Linked DNA regions of Mus musculus: region 2 is linked to region 1. Evidence: chromatin contacts called from public HiCAR-type data. All regions are on one chromosome and are shown on one strand. Each heading gives the region's core, a stretch centred on a gene start, on an enhancer-like site or on the middle of the called end of the contact. The rest is flanking DNA. Distances are from core to core; before and after follow the strand shown. Region 1 holds the start of Gcfc2 (GC-rich sequence DNA binding factor 2). Region 2 holds the start of Sema4f (sema domain, immunoglobulin domain (Ig), TM domain, and short cytoplasmic domain).

Region 1 (2,700 bases), core at 167-2,666:
AATGCAAATTATTAATTTTGTAAAACTTTGAGCCGAGTACCACTATCTTAAGGATAGTGGTAACAAAAGAAAAATAATCTATAGAAACCTGGGCTATTTGGGACCTCTATTTTTAAGAGTTACAAAGAGAGTTCAAAGGCCAAAGAAATTTGAGAACCACTGATCTAGGAGGGAAGAGAAGTACTTACTTAACTCAAGGTAAACAGATGACCGGCATACTTTGTTACAAATACAAAAAAGATCAATCAAACTTTAGATGAACCGGGCCCCTGACATTGACTAAGAAATCAGTAAGATCCCAAGCCTTGAAGTCATTATTTTAAGTGCTATACGCTGGGCACAGAAAGACAGATATGTTAAGCTCTCATTAATATGTAGAATCCAAACAATTTGAAGGAAATCACAGACACTGAATAGAATGGTGGTTAATATGAGCCAATGTGGGAATGTATGTTGGCAAAGGTTACAAAATTTTACAAGAATAAGTTTAGTGTATCTATTGTACAACACAGTGATCTTCCTACACTGTGTGTGTCTGCTGCCTGACAGGGTTAGGGGAGGAGTTCCAATGTCCCAGAGTTACAGACGGTCCTGAACCACCAAGTTGGTGCTAGACACTGAACTCGGGTCCTCTAAGAGTAACCAGTGCTCTTAACTGCTGACTGGCTTCGCCAGCCCTCAAATGACTTGGTATTTGATCACATGAATGGAACGGTCCTTAGTGTCACCAATCTCAGTCACAGCACCTCGTTTTACATTATTTTTAATCTACTTTTTGTTGTTGTTGCAGATGACTGATTTTAAAAATGACAACGTTCCAAACCCTGTCCTTATTCTTTTAGTCACTGTCTGGTGTTCTTAGAAAACTGTTAGACAAGCTCCCAAAGGCTCACACGACTTTCATCCACATTTAACAGCTAACAGCACGAGGAGTCGTTCAGGACCTCTCTGAGGATTTGGGTTCAGTGTGTGCACACCAATGGCTGTATGCTCTAGTCGGTGCGGGTCACCTGAGGATGCAAACTGCAAAGTGCCACCAAGATCTATGGGAGGCTTCGGGCAACCCCGGCATTGAGCAATGCGGGTGCAGACGGCCATAGAGGCCTCTGGATCTGAGCAACGGAGCCCTTTCCACCCCTCGGTCACCTGCTCCGCCGTCCCCGCGGGGAGCAGCTCCCGGGCTGCGGCGGGAACTCGCCCAGACCCGACCTCGGCCCCGGGCGCTGCGGGCCCCGCGCGGCCGCTCCGCTCCCTCTGTTCGGCCGCCGGCAGACGCCGGCTCCTCCGCACTCTGCTCCTTCGCGCCGTCGCTATCGCTATCGCTATCGCTGGACTCGACCTGGCGCCGCCTGAAAGTCCTCTGGGGCCTGAGAGCCATGTTCCAAGTAGGATTGGCGCGTCTCCTTAAGGCTAGGTGTCCGGCGCCTGCGCAGTCGCGCGTCTCGAGATGCGCATGCGTGTTTGTGAGAGCTCCGCCTGGTGCAGCAGGGTTCGGTACCCAATGGTCTGAATTGGCCGAGCTGAGCTGCCTTTTTAGTGGGACAGATAATAACTGGCCAAACATTCTCGCAGTTTATGTTCGAAGCCCGGGAGATTACCTGCACATCTCACCCAGAACAGACAGAAGTGGAGGGATAAACAATGAAATTAAGCATAAATGATAAGAGCATAAATGACCTGAGGCCTGTGGCTGAGATTTCTCCACTGCATTCTGTTCACTTAAGGTTTCCACAAATGTATTTAAAATGCTTTGGCTTATAACTCCATTCTCTCTCTCCTCTCTCTCTCTCTCTCTCTCTCTCTCTCTCTCTCTCTCATATGCTCTCTCTCTCTCCTTTCTTCTTTCAAACTAACACTTCCCACATTGACCATGGAATTCGCAAAGGCAGAAATCTGTTTATAGGCCATGGGCACATATTTGGCTCCAAAATTGTATTCCCTTTGGGGTAAGAACTACGTTGGGTCCCAGGCAATCTAGAGAGAGTGAAACCTTGGTCTCTCAGAGCTGTGATGAGAGTTTGCAGTTGCTTCCATAAGCATCAGGTTCCATGCCTGCAACCTTTGGGCTCCAGGCTTTAACACCTGCAGCACACCTCACCCCGTCTCCAGCGTACTATTCCTTTATTGTTTCCTTATTTGTTGGTTGGTTTTCAAGAAGACTTCAGTTACCATCAAAACATTTCATGTGACTACATAAAGTTGGGTGCATACAGCTACCAAATACTGTTGTTGGGACTAGAATCAGAAACATTTAACACAGGCTCGTGGCATTGAAAACCTGGTCCCCAGATTGTGGCACTGTGGGACAGTTGTAGAACCTTTGGGACTATGGGTTAATTCGCAAAAATGGCTCTCCAGAGGCAGGCCTTGCAGGTGATGGATACATCTCCCTCTGGCCAGAGCTCTCAGCTTCCTGGTTGGCCAAGGTGTGGAGTTACTGATTGACAATGTTCGGCCACTGCTGACCAAGCCATTGGCCTTGCCAATCCGACCATGATGGAGGGAGGGTGCCGACAGAACTGTGAGTCAAGTAAACCCCTCCTCACTTAAGATGCTTCTGCCAGGTTCTTTGTCATGGTGACATGAGAAAAATAACCAAGATAGTTTTCTTTTCACCCTATTTAGTTTAATTCTTTTTACATATATTTAGTGTGTGTATGTGTGTGTGTGTGTGTGTGTGTGAGAGAGAGAGAGAGAGAG
Region 2 (2,700 bases), core at 197-2,696, 1.0 Mb before region 1:
AGTGAGGGTTGGTAAAGGGCTTGTTGACATACCTAAGTGGGTAGGAGTTTTAAAAAGCTAAAAACTGCCTGTTTGTAGGAAGTCTGTCAACCCTGCATCTGAGACAGCAAATCCCAATACAGTTCCCAATAGCACACCACTGGGGATGTTAACTTCTGTTTCAGGTCTCCCTCCCAGGATGGCAAGGAGATGATACGGAATCATAAGTGAAACACCTGGTAAGCGCAAGTTCCCTCTGAGACAGGAGGAAGTTACTTCACATGTCAGAGTCCTGCCCTAAACCACAGCTTCTGTAGAAAACCTGGGCACTTGACTCCTTAAAGGCTGCCTAGAAATGAGGTAGTTTTACGTGAAGAACAGGGCCAAGGCACCACTCCAGGTCTACTGCATTGGGTGTATTTCTGTGGAGTCTCCTCTCAAATACACAGTGGTCATTCCTGACTCTGGCCAGCACACTTCCCAGTCTCCTTAGTTCTTTTATTTTATTTATTTTACTTTTTTTTTTAATGTATTCACTATTGTTCTCTTCAGACACACCAGAAAAGGGCATCAGATCCCATTACAGATGATTGTGAGCCACCATGTAGTTGCTGGGAATTGAACTCAGAACCTCTGGAAGAGGAGTCAGTGCTCTTAACCCCTGGACTATCTCTCCAGCCCAATGATTCAAAGTGGGACCGTTAACAATGTCTACTTGATAGAGTCTAGAACCACCCAGAGACAAAACTGGACGAGCTACTGTGAGGGAGTCTCTCGATTTTGTTGAGGTGGGAAGACCCACCCTGACTATGGATGGCACCATACTCTGGGCTAAGCTCTCTTCTTCCTATTGCAGATGCAATGTGACCAGACTTTTCAGTTTTTTGCCACCCTGCTTTTCCATCATGGCAGACTATATCTTCCAACTGTGAACCAAAATAAACCCTTCCTTAAGTTGGACCTTAGCAATGAGAAAAGTAACTAATATATTCATAAGTATATTTGCATTTTAATTTATTTATTGTGTGTATGTGTGTTGGAGGCCATTAGTACCATGGCGTGCATGTGGAAGTCAGAGGACCATCTGAGCAAGTGGATTCTCTGCTTTCCATGTTGTTGGGTCCCGGGGTGGGGGCAGTGGTTAAATCCAACTCAGACTTCAAGTTTAGCAGCTGGCCCCTTATACTCACTGAGCCATCTTACAGGAACAAAAAAAATAAATAAAAATCTGAAAAATCTGGTGCTCTTAGTAGCACAGATATGGATATTTGGGGATTTGGAGCAACTGCTACAAATTCACTGGTGACTCCAGACCTAGGAACGTTTCCATCCTTCTGAGGAAGAAACCCACACCTACACCTGTCCTAGCTCCGCCTACACCTGGGTAGGGCCTCTCTTCCTCGTCCCTCCTCCACTCAATTTTCATTGGTTATAGGAAGAAACCGGTCCTCCATTGGTTCCTTTGTGAGTGGGAGGAGTCGGGTTGTGTTTCATCTCACCGCTGCAGGCCGAGCTCGGCCGAGGGTACCCGAGAGGGGCCGAGGCCCGCGCAGTAGCGGTACTGAGTAGAGGCTGCCCGACGCGCCCCACCCGGCACCAGGCGGAGCCAGAGATGCTGGCCAGGGCCGAGCGGCCCCGCCCGGGCCCCCGGCCGCCTCCGGTCTCTCTCTTCCCGCCGCCGTCGTCGCTGCTGCTGCTGCTGCTGGCGATGCTGAGCGCCCCGGTGTGCGGCCGCGTCCCCCGCTCGGTGCCCAGAACCTCGCTGCCCATCTCCGGTAAGATGCAGGAACCCTTGTCCTCAGCCCTTCGCACGGTACCCTGCCCTTGCCAGCAGGTGCCCACACCCACCTGCCCTGCTAACTCCAGTGACAGCCATCTAAGGCCCCTCTGCACGGTGCACACCCCTGTGGGACCAAAGCTGAGACTTCTACCCTGCATCTTTCTATCTCATCTCATCCCACCCCACCTTACTCCATCCCACCTATCCCACCCCCAACCTGGCCCTGCACCTCAGCTCCCAAGACACAACCAGGGTGCTCCCGAAGCCCCTCTTTTCATTAGGGTGCAGTCCTTTACCCTGTAGACCTGGATACTGAGGCCCATGGAGGGCCTGGGGTTTGCCCAAGGTTGTCCATTTCAGTCCTTTATCCCTGTTGCCCACACATACACCCACACCCATCACTTCATTTCCAAGCTCCTGCTATTCCCTGTCTTCTTGCTCTTTCATTCTAATGGGTCATCCCTAGCCCAGAATTTCCGCCCTTTTAGCTTCATTCCCCCCACCCCCACGTCATCCTTTTAAATGCCCTCCCACCCTCATCCAGACCTGTATCCCTCCTGCCCACTTTCCTTATGGCTGACATCCATCCTCCGCTATCAATTCACTTTAACTTTAATTCCCCGAATGTCCGCTGCTCCCCCTGCCCATTCCCTACTTTGAGTGCTAGAAAACACTTCAATGAGCCCATTCAAAGTTCTTCACACAAAACAAAGGAGGGGCTGGAGAGATGGCTCTGTTGTTAAGAGCATTTGGCGGCTTTCCCAGGAGATCTGAGTTCTGTTCCCAGCACCCATGTCAGTGGCTTACAACCACCTGCAATTCCAGCTCCGAGGGAACAGGATTCTGTGGTTACTTATAGTGCATATATACAGACACTAATATACATACATACATACATACATACATACATACATACACACACACATTATGTTTAAAGAAAC

What was found. HiCAR-type assays count read pairs that join an accessible place to other places.
Region 2: a HiCAR-type map of astrocytes shows a contact between it and region 1, with 4 times the contacts expected there. The contact joins the promoter of Sema4f here to the promoter of Gcfc2 in region 1. A contact is called at or near these places in 1 of 39 promoter capture datasets (embryonic stem cells) and 1 of 115 datasets of contacts at active chromatin or transcription factors (astrocytes).

The regions. Positions count from the first base shown.
Region 1 is chr6:81,922,385-81,925,084 of GRCm38.p6, reverse strand. Gcfc2 (GC-rich sequence DNA binding factor 2) reads right to left here and starts at 1,416. Exons shown (of 17, transcript NM_177884.3): 1 at 1,147-1,416. The coding sequence starts at 1,378.
Region 2 is chr6:82,938,515-82,941,214 of GRCm38.p6, reverse strand. It overlaps Sema4f (sema domain, immunoglobulin domain (Ig), TM domain, and short cytoplasmic domain), which reads left to right and starts at 1,446. Exons shown (of 14, transcript NM_011350.4): 1 at 1,446-1,754. The coding sequence starts at 1,592.